Regions from separate parts of the Triticum aestivum genome. Here region 1 is linked to region 2. A link is a contact called in public Hi-C data. All regions are on one chromosome and are shown on one strand. The core of a region is the stretch at or near the end of the contact, and the rest is flanking DNA. Distances in the headings are between cores, read along the strand shown. Region 1 holds the start of LOC123063247 (2-hydroxyacyl-CoA lyase). Region 2 holds the start of LOC123063244 (thiamine pyrophosphokinase 1).

Region 1 (6,744 bases), core at 3,770-6,269, 200 kb after region 2:
GTAGCTCACGTAAAAAATGTATTTCACCGTGAAACTTTACACGCAAGTAGTGTACATTCATAGATAGGTATGTGTGTGTGTATTTTTTTCAGAAATTTTTGGAAAATAAAAAAATTTCAGGCTTCATTAGCTAGAAACATTATGATTTTGTTATTTTAGTGTAGCTCACGTCGCCGTGAAACTTTACACGCAAGTAGTATACATTCATAGGTATGTGTGTAATTTTTTCAGAAATTTTCGGAGCATAAAAAAATTCAGGCTTCATTAGCAATTTTCGCTAAATGGGGCACCTTCCAGAAAAGCTCAACAGAATTGCGCGACCGATACGCAGCAGTAGTCCCAGTTGCACTCTGCCGCTAACACTTGAATTATACAAGTATACAATCAATTGCTAGTGTCCACAAACACAATATACAAAGTCACACGCCACCGGCGAAGTCGAGACTATCCAGTGCCAGTAGGGCTTCTTATTTCAGGGGCAGCGACAAGTAGGTTCAGATCTTAGTTCCTCGGGGTGTCCATTTTGATTTCAACACGCCAGCTGCAATACAGAGCAATGAACCCTTCAACATCGCACCTGCGGGCGCACTCAGTTCTTGTGCTGCATCCTGCCGCTCTCCGCCCCTGCATATGGGTCAATGGTGACATTGATCACCGCCGGTTTCCTGGCGCGGAACGACTCCGAGAGGGCAGATCTTAGCTCGTCCGGTGTCTCGACGAGATAACCCTTTCCTCCGAACGCTTCCATCATCTGGTGGTAACCTGCCCCAGGAACGAAGGAGGTTGGCGCGGGGTCATCTTTGTAGGGGCCTGTTAACTCATCTGGGCCTCTTCTGTCCCCACCGTAGACACCGTTGTTGTTGAACACAATGACGACAACGGGCAGCTGGTACCTCACCAAGGTCTGCAAAGTAAAAACAGAAGATTGTAGATAGTTAGGAGATCTGTATTTGGTCCAACGTAGTGGAAAAAAATGTTTGATGTGTCATACAACTATTTTATTTACAAGGAAAAACCATTTTCTTCAAGGTCAGACTAGTTATCAGGCACAAACACACACAACAAACAAAATAAGCAAGGCCCACATGAAGGATACCTAAACAAGGCTGTTAGAAACAACAAAGGCCATCTGAATGAAGCTGGCAAACAAAGAAAAAACATATAACCGATAAGAGTAACAGCCAAAAGTTTGATGATGTATAAGTCACTAGAATGATTCTCCAACTGGTACCATGGAATGAATTGGTAGCACAGGTCCAATTATCTGATGGGCCTGATTGCCACACATGGGGTCAGAAAGGACAATTTACTGTCCATTCAATGTACTATTGTCTCACTCTCACCTGTGGAATTGGGTCGAGTGGTAATTCTCACCAAAGATAATTTGCTCAAAAGAAACCGGCAAGGAAGGAAGTCGTGTTGCTCGGACATGATGAGGCTATCCAGCACCTCCTTTGATTGTCATGTTGCTCGCTTCATGTGGGGGTTAGTGCGCATAGATTTCAATTTAAATCCTTCAACTAGCAACACACATTGTTTGGGCAATGGTTAGATGGTCTAGGATGGAATCTTCACTCTACTACCATGTGTGGACCTGTGGCAGTTTGTTGGGTTATTTTGTTGTGCCACAATGACGTTATATTTTATAAAAAAGCTTTTCGTCATCCAAACCAGGCTATTCTCGTGTGCAAGATTGCTACGATTATGGGCAGTTGGGCACTATCGCGAAACATCTGGAGACCCCTGGAATGGAGTTCTGTTCTACTGATATTTGGTGAATCTAGAGGTGGCTGGGCAATGGTGGCGTTGCTTAGTGCTTTTTAGGCATGTTCGATGCTTTTTTTTCCCGCCACTAAATAGCCTAAGGACTTTTTTCATCCTCACCCAACAGCACATTTGTGTTTACAATGCTGGTGATATCTGTAAGTTGCCAAAACAGGTTTTCTACATTCAAGACATGTATTTACAAATGCACCAGCATGAACAATCCTCAGGCACCTATTTTTTTTTTGTCAAAACTACCAAACCACAGCTTTAAGAATCAATTTCAAGGACCATACTTGTTGGAAAAACAGCATAGACTACGGAAATGATAAAAGTGTAGTTTGTGCAACATTTTGCAAGGGGCATATCAAACTGTGAAATTAATGTGTGAAATATACTATTTAAATGGCAATTCATCTTTGTGTACCAATTGAGCCTTTTTGCCATGAAGTCATAGATAAGAGTGTGTTCGAGAAATCATAGTTACCAATAATACTTGTGAGAGTTGATGTACTTGGATGATGTGTCTAGTATTGTCTGAATTATTGACAATGGTCATTTCTACTGTCCTGGAAAGGCAGCTCAGCGGTTCATATCGTGTCCCCATATAATGGCTATAATTGCTTGGTACCTTCTGGTACTACATGCCAAGACGCTGTGAAGGTGGAGGTACCAAGTCACAAGGGTAGAATAGCAATGTTTCATGGCATTTTCTGATCGCAGAGACTACCGGGTACAACCCTATCCCTCACTGGCTACTTGCAAAAACTTCACACACGTGCAAACCCTCCCCTACTGTTTATGAGTAAGAAAAAGAAGCCCGTCTATGCCTCTAACAACTCTAACGGGCAACCATAATGTCAACCCCCACACGCCTCCTCCATGAGTTCCCCTAGCTGGACAACCTCTCAACCCTGCTTTGCTTCCATCTCCAAGTCCGGCCTAGGTGTAGCAGGCCGCCGGCAGTAACTGCAGCATCGGCTGCGCAAGCGTCACAGGTTCATCGCCATCAGTATCAACCTCAAACACATATCCGACATTACAGGGTACCACCAGCCGGAACTTGTCTCCGCACTGACCTCGAGGTACTCCTTTTCAGATCCAACCGCTTGGGTGCATCCTCCCATCCATGCTCATCCACCCCTGCCACTGCTCCCACTACTCAATTTTACCTATGGCTGTTTGTAAAGTATAGAATGCTGGTGTATAGTGTCTGTGTTTCTGTGTTAATGAGTTAAAGATGTCTTCTGAAGATTAATTTATGTTGCTGTGTGAGATGTGTGGTTGATCCTCTCTTTTGGCATCTGTAACCCAGTAAGAAATTGTACCTACTTTTCATTGTTCAGTTCTGCTTAGGAAGTACCAGTACCTTGTGGTACCTTCTAAGCACGGTAGAAATGCTCATTGACAATAGCATGAAGTGCCCAATCTACTACCCTTGTTTGGCTCAACCAAAAATGTCAATTTCAGCTCACAACAGCATGATATAATAGCAAAAGAAAATAACAACATGAAACAAACAAGGTAGCAATAATACTTTTGCGCAAATTAAACCAAGTAGCGGATGCCATTACACGTACCTCAACCTCCATTGCACTGAAACCAAATCCAGAGTCGCCCTCCACAGCAACTACGAGCCGTTCTGGCTCAGCCACTGCTGCTGCAACACAGTACCCCAACCCAACACCCATCGTTCCCCATGTCCCTGCATCCAGTCTTGTCCTTGGCTCATTCTGCACAAGCACAGCCCTGCCAACATCCATGGTATTGGCCCCTTCCGAGACCACTATTGGAGCAGGGCTCCCCTCGGCAAGGATCGCATCACGAATGATCCGCATGGGTGTCATGAAATTGAACGGCACAACATCCTTCACAAGCTGTGCCTCCATCTTAAGCACATTATCCTTGCTCTTCTTGGTGATTGCATCAACCCACGGGTGCGATCGCGCCAAGCAGAATGGCTGATCCTTGATCTCCCTGTTGAGGAGCTCAACGACTCTCTTTGCATCCCCAACCAGACCGACCTGGGGCTTCCGAAGCTCAATTTCATCTTCAGAAACGTCCACAAGTATGAACTTGACATCCTTGGACCACTTGGGAGGCTCACCGAAGTGAAGCAACCAGTTGAGCCTCGCGCCGACGACGAGCGCCACATCGCACTGCCCAATGGCGAGGGAACGCGCGGCGGTGGAGGAGAGTGGGTGCACATCCGGCACGACCCCCTTCCCCATGGGAGTGGGAAGGAAGGGGATGCCGGTGGTGTCCACCAGCTTCTGGATCGCCTCCTCGGCGCGGGCGTACGCCGCGCCCTTCCCGACCACAACCAGCGGCCGCTCCGCGCGCCGGAGCAGCTCGGCCGCCTCCACGATGCCCTGGTCCAGGGACTTGTGTTTCGGCGGGGACGGATCGGCGGAACCGGCCGCGGCCACGGCCTCCGCTATGAGGGAGGCCGCCTCAGATTCGGCGAGGGTTTGGTGGAGGACGTCGGAGGGGATGTCGAGGTAGCAGCCGCCGGGGCGGCCGGCGACGGTGGCGGCGAGGGCCTGGAAGACGAGGCGGGGGATGTCGGCGATGGCGGCGGCCTTGACGGCGAGCTTGGCGAAGGGCTTGGTGGCGGCGATCTGGTCGAGCTCCTGGAAGTCGCCCCGGCCGGCGTCTCGCTGGTCGCAGGAGCCGGAGACCATGAGGAGCGGCCAGGCGTTGGCGGTGGCGTGGGAGAGGCCGGCGAGGCCGTGGACGCAGCCGGGCCCGGAGACGGTGAGGAGCAGGCCGGGGCGGCCCGTGAGGAAGCCGTAGGCCGCGGCGGCGTACCCCGCGGACTGCTCGTTGCGGAAGGCGAGGAAGCGGCAGCCCGCGGCGGCGGCGCGGGAGGCCAGCGAGGTCACCGGGATGCCCACCACCCCGAACATGTGCCGCGCCCCGGCGGCCGCCAGCGCCCGCCCCGCCAGCGCGCTGCCGTCGACCGTCGCGGCGGAGTCGGACGCCATCTGTGGTGGTGGTGTGGGGATGGGTTCTCTGATCCGGCTCGGGTTGGGTGGGTGGTTCACGGAAGTTTATAAGGGGGTCAGTAGTCACAGGCGGCGGCGTGCCGGCGGGCGCGGCGGAGCAGATGCGCCTCCCCGGAGCCTGCGGTGTATCTGGTTCCGGTGGCTTCCGGCGGCCGCGGCCGGTGGGGAAATCTGCTGGATGTAGAGGAAGAGTGTTCCTTTTGCTCTGCTCCTGTCGTCCACCAAACCTGTTCTGTTCTTTTGCCCATAGTCGGCATAGACTCATCATGTTCAAAAGCACTTTCCCCTCTACTGAAATGATCAGGCCAACATACATAGGCAACTCAATATATTTAGTAATAAAAAAGCTCAAGAGTAGTAGTGATTCCTGGGTGGATGATAATGATAATCTTAAGTCTCTAATTAGGGACTACTTCCACGGCCTCTTCACATTCGATATGGGTGTGGTGGATCAAGGATTGATGAACTCTGTAAAACCCGTGGTGATCGTCGATATGAATAATATGCTTTTGGCTGAGTACACGAGGGAGGATGTTCGCCAAGCTTTATTTCAAATAGGAGATTTGAAGGCTCCTGGCCCGGACGGACTTCATGCTATCTTTTTTAAAAGATTTTGGCACATTGTAGGCGACGAGTTGACTGATGAAGTGCTCAATGCTATAAAATAAAAGAAAGATCCCTTCAGGATGGAATTCAACAAATGTAGTGCTAATTCCCAAGGTCAATAGTCCAGAGGTAATTACGCAATACAGGCCAATCAGTCTTTGCAATGTGGTTTATAAAATAATTTCAAAAATGTTTGCAAACAGACTAAAACGAATCCTTTCTGAAATTATATATCCAACACAAAGTGCTTTCGTCCCAGGCAGACTTATTACTGATAATGTGTTGGTAGCTTATGAGTGTTTTCATGCAATCAAGAAAAAAACACATGGATCAAATGGATTTTGTGCCGTGAAGCTGGACATGAACAAAGCCTACGACCGTGTTGATGGGGCTTTTTGGAAAAAAAATAATGTTGCGGATGGGATTTCATGCACATTTGGTGGAGCTTATCATGGAGTGTGTATCTTCAGTAAGCTATAGGGTCCGGTTCAATAATACAGAAATTGAATAATTCGCTCCCACAAGAGGGCTCAGACAGGGCGACCCATTATCACCTTATTTATTTCTCTTGTGCTCTAAGGGTCTTTCAAGCTTATTAGCTCATGAACAGGAAATTGGAGGTCTGGAAGGGGTCCGTGTTTGTAGAAATGCTCCCCATATCTCACATTTATTGTTTGCAGATGACTCCTTGGTCCTAATGAAGGCGGACTCACATAATGCAAGTACACTCAAAAAGATTCTTGACACATATTGTGCTAGTTCTGGGCAACTAGTTAGTAATGCTAAATCGAGTATATTTTTTAGTCCTAATACTAATGTCAATACCAGGGAGAATGTGTGTACAGAATTAAATATTGAGACAGAAGCTCTATCTGACACATACTTGGGTCTCCCTACAATGGTGGGAGTCGACAGAACTGACTGTTTCCAGCACTTATCGATAGAGTTTGCCATAGGTTGAAGGGGTGGAAGGAGAAAACACTCTCGATGCAAGGTAAAGAGGTACTGGTAAAGTCGGTAGCCCAAGCAATACCTTCTTATGCAATGTCAGTTTTTAAATTGCCTAAAGGAATCTGTAAGTCTATCACTGATGAAATTGCTGGGTTCTGGTGGGGTGACAATGAGGGAAAAAAGAAAATGCATTGGTTTGCGTGGTGGAGGTTGTGTATTCCGAAGAAGGAAGGGGGATTGGGTTTTAGAGACTTGCACAGTTTTAATCTTGCTATGTTAGCAAAACAGTGTTGGCGACTAATCCAAAACCCGAATTCTTTGTGTGCACAAGTTCCGAGGGAAAATATTACCCAGATGGTGACATATTAAAAGCTGGACCAAAAAAAGGCTCTTCTTATACTTGGCAGAGTATTGT
Region 2 (7,023 bases), core at 2,349-4,848:
ATTTGAATTTAAATTCAATACATGGTCCACTTCGGGGCACCTTTGTTAAAAACCTGGCCCGTGTGGTAAGCAACCTGAAAACAAATAAGGTCCTTTGACAATCATTAGCCTATAAGTTGTGCTTTTGCGATAAAAACCTCAAAAGATGAGGGTTTTTTTTTTGTTGTTGCATGAGTTCTTCTTTAGTTTGGGTATTGTGATATTCACTTTTTACTGTGCTCCGAATGCAAACACAAACCAAGAGACACTAAACTTGAACCACCACACAAGAACGTGCACACACATACCTGGAGTCCATGTCAGAAATTGTGGACGGGTCCACAGCTCGAATAAGCATGTTGCTTTTTGACAATTTGAAATGCACAAATAAGACAATAAGATGCTGACATACATGGACACCTGTCCCTCCGGTTCCGCCAAATATCTAATAGAATGAACTATATCATCACATCACAATAAAATTTGTCGAATCCCCTCCACGTAGAACTGACGAGCCAAAATTTGGACCATAACCTACTGTACAATAACACAATTTAAGCATGTTTCCGAAGAGATATTGTCCAAATCAAATCAGAATCCGAAGTGACCGTTGCAATCTCGTCCTCCACAATGTTTGATGTGCTCATTAATCCACCATACTTCATGCTGGTACTATCTGGAGAGAGAAATTCAGCAGGGCTATCAGATCATGTTGTTGCCATACAAAAATGAGGTTGCATTTTAGCTTAGATTCCTGTACCTAGGTTCCATCGCAGACCGGTGGTGGTGCTGCTGTTTGATGGCGCACCCATGGGGATCAGCCCGCAATGAGGACCCTCGATCGACCGCTCGATGCGGATCTCGTGACTGTGCGTCCTTGGGAGCAGGAAGATCGAGGAGTCGTCTGACAGGAGGATGATCCTGGTGTTTGAGAAGCGATACAGTACGTTGATGTTCCCCATCTCGTGATCGAACCTTCCTCCAAGCGCACCAAGAACAAGAATGCAAAGCTGCAGTTACACAAAACACAGTAACATCAGTAAAAAAGCTGGTGTTGCAAACACTGATCTGGAGTAAACACTGGTAACTGATCTGGTGTACATTAGAATTGTCTGGCCCAGGCAGATTTTTGGTGATGAACGATATGCACTTGTTCAAGTCTGTGGTGTCCTGATCATGTGAATCGTCGATTATTTGGGTACCCTGCAATTGATCAAAGAAGGGTGTTGTCAATATATCATTTTGCTGTAAGTCACCAATCGTTCCTGTCCCAGTTTCAAGGCCTCATTGGTTAATCTTAAACCAGAAAAATCATCTATTGTACAGAATACTAATAATGCCCAGCGTTGACATTCATGTTGCCTCTCTCAAAAAGTAGTAAAGCAGGGCAAATCAAATGTACATAAACTTGGTTTACATTTACATTATCCCTGCTGCCACTCCACAACATTTCCAGGAAGAAACTTGAGGTTCACGGCTAGGGGTACAACTGATCATGCCAATTTAATCAACACTGAAATAGTACTTGCATTTACCAGGACAAACATACCAAAAATATTGGTACAGAAACAAAAGCCTACTAAAAAATACAATAAAACAAGGCATCGCTCCCTTCACAGGGATACAACTGGCCATGCCAATTTAATCAACACTGAAGTAGTACTTGCATTTACCAGGACAAGCATACCAAAAATACTGGTATAGAAACAAAAGCCTACTAAAAAATACAATAAAACAAGGCATCGCTCCCTTCCTGGTTTTCTAGGATAATTAGGACAACTTAATCAATGTAATTATTTCAGCAGTTTGATTTCACACAAGAAAATAGATTTCTTCCCCGCATTGGTGTCAGTAAGAGTCATCTAAACTTGTAGACATGAAGTTCTGATATTTTTATAGCCCATTATAGCTAACATCACACAACGGTCCAAAACAGAATCACAAACATATTCATGTGGACCAAGACGGCTAAAAGATGATACTATCTTTCTGCTTGTATTTTTGCTACGCATGATATCTTTCTCCCTTACATAATAGAAACTGCCCTGGACAGTTGCTGCATACAATATGATTTTTTGGTTCAGCTGTCAGCTTCAGCATCTCGTTTTCAGAAAGGTATGATGAAGGGAGTTTTAAATTAGTTACCAAACTGGAATAGTATTCCTTCACTTCTGGCCTTACAGAATCCATATCTCCTTCGATTGCGTCGGGCTTGTACCTGCAGGAAGGTAAGGACAAATTAATGAGATCGTCACATACAAACAACCAGCAAAGAAATCTGTCTTAAACCTACCTCCCAACTACCAATAAATAGGTTTTTAAATCTCTTCCCAACTACTAGTAGTATTTGGCATGGGCGAACAACTAAATGTGTTCCATTGATGCAGTATAAACTATTTCAAATGTGATGCATACTATATCGCCGTGGTATGGTTTAATCTGCCAAGCCCTCTGGTGGCACCTTAGGCAAACTTAAGAACATTTTTCCTTCATATAAACAGCTCTTGAGCATTACATGGATAGATGACCCAAGCAGAGTTGAACATTGTAATATGTTTCAAAAAGAAGATAAAATGCCATCTCAAAAGAAAAATCATATGAAAATGTGTGTTAGGCATTTAAAAATGACAGAGACTACATCAGATGCAAAGACTGACAGTTCTTTAGCCGAAGTAGTTGCTGCGTCTCGTCTCAAGAAAACTCTGAATTTGTGCTCGAGCACATGCGGGCAAGGCATATAAGGGGTAACTTGCAGTTTTTGACTAAACACACACCATACCAACTGTAGTCCTAGTACAATGTAAGTATTGCTAAAACAAACAAGGCAGATGCCGAGACGCGGCGTGCCAAAAAAGGTATATTGAGAAGCGAATTCAGAGTGAGTTTTTTTTTACAGCTATATGCGTTGGCATGCCAGCGTTCAGGCTTGCACGCAACAGCACAGGCATAGAAACCAAAAGGAATTTTTTGTTTACAGCTAGTACATCTCCGACGCATTCCAACAAGCACGTGATGGGCATTGATCCACGGAGAGGCAGAGTCAACTATGAACAGGTGGGAGGCGTAGGCACGCAGCTATCGGGGTAGAAAAAAACAAAAAAGAGGAAGGCGGAGAAGACTTTGATGGATCACCTGAGGCGGACCTCGTCGGGGTCCTCGGCCGGGAGCAGCTCCGGCATGCCGTCGAAGACCCGGTTGGCGCCGCCGTCCGCGCACACCCGCAGCTGCGCTGCTCAGACAACAGAGAGAGAGGGAGACGACACAAGCCGGGCGCGTCAAAACGTGTCCGCGAGGACGGAAAGCGAAGGCGGCGATAATGCCCACGGAAGAAAGGCGAGGCAGGGAGGGGCGCGCGTTGGTTGGTTGGTTACGTACCTCGGGTCCAGAGCAGGGGCGCGAAGCGCGGGAGGCGCTGGTTGAGGACGACGACGGCGTAGGAGACCGCGTTCTCGGCGTCGGTTGCGTCGGCCGGGGGATGAGGCGGGGACGGGAGGAGGAAGGAGGAGGAGTGGGTCATCGTGGGCAGCGGCGGCATGGCGAGGCCGTGGAGGTGGAGGTGGAGGTGGCGTGGCGGGGAGGGCGGGTCGGGGTCGGTGGGGGGCTCTGGATTCTGGAACAGGGGAGAAGAGAAGAGGAGCGAAACGAAAGGAAAAGAGGTGGCGTAGGTCGCGTGGACAAAAGGAACGAAGGAGAGATGGTGTGGATGGCGCGTAGCCGGTCCTCTGGACTGGAGCCGACGGAAGTCGTTGGCGGACGGCCAGCCAACTGCGGCTGACTGACGACAAGGGCGCACGCGTTGGCGTGTGGACCATACCATACGATAAGTACTCTTTCCCGTTTCTTTTTAATCCGCATATAAGATTTGGTCAAAGTCAAACTACACAAAGTTTGATCCGCAAATTTATATAAATAAATATGAGCATCTACAATGCTAAAACTATATAGTATGAAAATATGTTTCATGGCGCATCTGATAATATTGATTTCATATTTGTGAATGTTTATATCTTTTTTATTATAAAGTTAGTCAAACTCTACAAAACTTGACTTTGACCAAACCTTATATGCGGACTAAAAAGAAACGGAGGGAGTACAATGCACTCGGAGAGCGTCTACAGCTGGACCTACCTAATCCGGCCCCCTAAACAATGACTGGTCACCCCTCAAATGTCTACGTCCCACAGCCGGATACGTCCTTAGCAAACTCTCCGACCTACTGCTCCACCGCTTCCTCCGCTTGGGTGGCCTCAAACTCCCCTAGTGCATCGGCCATGCTGAATCTGGCTTCGGCAACCGGAAGCGCCGGCTCCTCCTCCTCCTCCTCCTCCTCCTTTTTCTCCTACTTCATCACGCGTTCGGCGCCTGCTCCTCCTCTTCCTTCTCCTGCTCCGAAGAGTCCGGAGGCAGGCCAGTTGGCCACACACCGAGCGACGCACCGTGCCCGGATCTCCTCTATGAGCTGCAGCCGGTGCTCCGGAGTGGGCATAGCGTAGGTGGTCATCCTCTGTCGGGGCATAGCTACGAACGGCGAATGAATGGGTGGGTGGTGGCGCGAAGGGGAGGGAAATGGATGCGGCTAGGGTTGGGAGCCATCATCTGGCTTAGATAGCTGGACTTGGAGCCTCAGGCGACGAGCCGGAGTAACGCCATGAAAGCGTCTGCACCGGCCGTCGGACCGATGGGTTACCGAGTGGGTTATCCAGCCCATATCCACCTCAGATGTGGGTTGGATATGAGAGGTGTCGGTCAGCACGGGAGTTTAGGGCCAGATGAGGAGCCCGCCTGGGTCGGTATTTTTTGACCGATTGGTGATCGGGACCTCCGCTTGGGAGCCCGACTATATATACTGTAACATGGCAAAAATGCGGTCAAGTGTGCAATTTACTTTGTAGATAATAATCGGCCTACATTATGTGCTTATTCTTCTTTTTCTAGGAAGGATGTGTAGAAATGGAGCATGTGAGCTCGAGCTCAAAGAGCTCGGATGAACAGTAAAACTAGAAAAAAATTAGTTAAAAATAAAAGGTTCTGGTTTTTTGGCAAGTAGCATTGGTGCTTTTTCTACATGCATGCAAATTTTCAGGCTGAAATCACATTCGTGGTGGTGTGGGTAAAAAAACAAAATCGATGCTCTAAAAAAAGAGTATTTGGAAGTGTTTTGGAGCATCAATTTTCTTTTGTCTACACCTCCAAAAATGTGATTGCATTGCGAAATTTTCGTTTTGCGTGGGTGTAGAAAAAACTTCAGTATTTGTTGCCAAAAAAAATCAAAAATTTGTGAATTATTTTACTATTTTTTTCGAATTTACTATTCACTCAAGATTCTGTGAGCTCAAGCGCACAATAGCACTTTTAGGGATGTGCTTCTTTCTTTTATTGATATATATACACCATAATCTCTTGCAGAGTCTCTTTGGTTCACAGATATTTCAAAACATAGAAGTACGAAAAATATAGGGTGGAAGTGGCAATGCCCACTTAAATCATATACAGAATTAGCAAACCATAGGATGGAAATGGCAACGCCCGCTTAAAAATCCTATAGAATCAGCAAACCATGGGAATTTGGACTAGACAAAGGAATGGTAAGAAGTTTTGAATGGATGAAAAAATTCCTTCAAAATAGGGTGCAAAGCAATCATTTGGATCTTCTCATGATGATTCCAATTCTATGAATCAAAGCATCCTAATGTACTACGCCAGGAAATTCCTTTGCATCAAAACAGCCATTAAAAGGTCGTTGATCGATCGAGATGCGGCCGTCCTATTTGTGTTGATCGATCGAGAAGCGGCCATCAAAACACCAGGTACTACTTGTGTGTTTATACATACGGTCGAGAGAGCACATCATGCGCCCTGCCAACTCCACAACAATCGACAAGCCACCACCGTATCCAATTCATGCATTAAACAGGCAGGATCAGCCATACATGTACTACTACCACTGTCACTCCCGGAATAGATAGGCAAGACACCGCTGGTTCATGGATGGTTAATACATAAAGATTACATACTAACGCTACCTACATACATAAATATTTACATCAGGGATGGATCGGATCGCCAATGAGCACCCAGGCAAGGGACAACCTTGGCCCTAGATCTTTCTCTGCCAAAGACACCAAAGTCTCTACATTTCCTACTAGTAACTACACTACACCCAAGGGGTTGTTGCATCAGAAGGTGGGTAGGGGTGGGGGTGGGGTGATCAACAATAGCAATAGCAATAGACCATACTTCAGGGGTTGTTACTTCTTTGCTGGGACCCAGCCCCCCGCGATACCTCGTCTCAGTCGGCCTTAACACAACCTGCAGAGACCGCCAAGGCCAACATCTGAACGGTCAGTCGCTTCCGGTGGGTGATGCTTGCGATAGCAAACAACAATATCATGCAAACCATGCTTGCGGCTAGTCGGTTTAGGTAAATGGGGGGATTGAATGCTATAAAAAAAGCACATACCTAGTTGGCTAGAATTTAAATCGCTTGATGCAGGAAGATGGGCCTTCTCACTTGCGCCGTCACCATCCAGTGAACCTTCCTCCTTTCTTGGGCCAGATGGTTTCGAGTTCATCTTCTGGACCTCCTCCTTGGTGTAAATGCATATCTTGCGCACTATGCTGCAGAATTCCCTGCTCACAGAATGATGCGGTATTAGCACTAGGAAGGGAAGTTCTGCTAAGCAAGCACCAAGACAGAGACTCACTCCCATGGATCGTCTCCCACGAGCATCATGTCACCCTCATTGTCAGTATAGACGATCTGCCAATTTTTGTTCGAGGACATCAGTTCGCCATCAAATTCAAACATCTTGTCTAGCTCAGCTGTGAGTTCATCATAGTCAACGAACTTTGAGAGATCCACTGATCTACCAAGTGCAACACCTTGCTTATGAACCTGCAAAACCATGGACGATACATATATCATTAGCAGACAAGGTTATGCGATACGACCCCATGATAATATGTGCATAGTGTTCGCATGCATAGATAAAATAGTGTTGCTCATAACAATACAAGCGGACAGAGACATATAATCCCTAATAT

The links. Hi-C and Micro-C count contacts between places; a contact is called where the count stands out from the background.
Region 1: a contact with region 2 is called in a Hi-C map of leaf, with 2.7 times the contacts expected there. The contact joins the promoter of LOC123063247 here to the promoter of LOC123063244 in region 2. A contact is called at or near these places in 2 of 5 Hi-C or Micro-C datasets (both in leaf) and 1 of 1 datasets of contacts at active chromatin or transcription factors (leaf).

The regions. Positions count from the first base shown.
Region 1 is chr3A:688,990,929-688,997,672 of IWGSC CS RefSeq v2.1, forward strand. It overlaps LOC123063247 (2-hydroxyacyl-CoA lyase), which reads right to left and starts at 5,020. Exons shown (of 2, transcript XM_044486991.1): 1 at 3,345-5,020; 2 at 247-904. The coding sequence starts at 4,751. The coding sequence ends at 590.
Region 2 is chr3A:688,792,311-688,799,333 of IWGSC CS RefSeq v2.1, forward strand. It overlaps LOC123063244 (thiamine pyrophosphokinase 1), which reads right to left and starts at 3,599. Exons shown (of 6, transcript XM_044486989.1): 1 at 3,355-3,599; 2 at 3,112-3,208; 3 at 2,125-2,197; 4 at 1,081-1,182; 5 at 740-989; 6 at 300-655. The coding sequence starts at 3,514. The coding sequence ends at 534. It overlaps LOC123063246 (auxin response factor 4), which reads right to left. Exons shown (of 15, transcript XM_044486990.1): 13 at 6,684-6,874; 14 at 6,440-6,609; 15 at 5,871-6,288. The coding sequence ends at 6,269.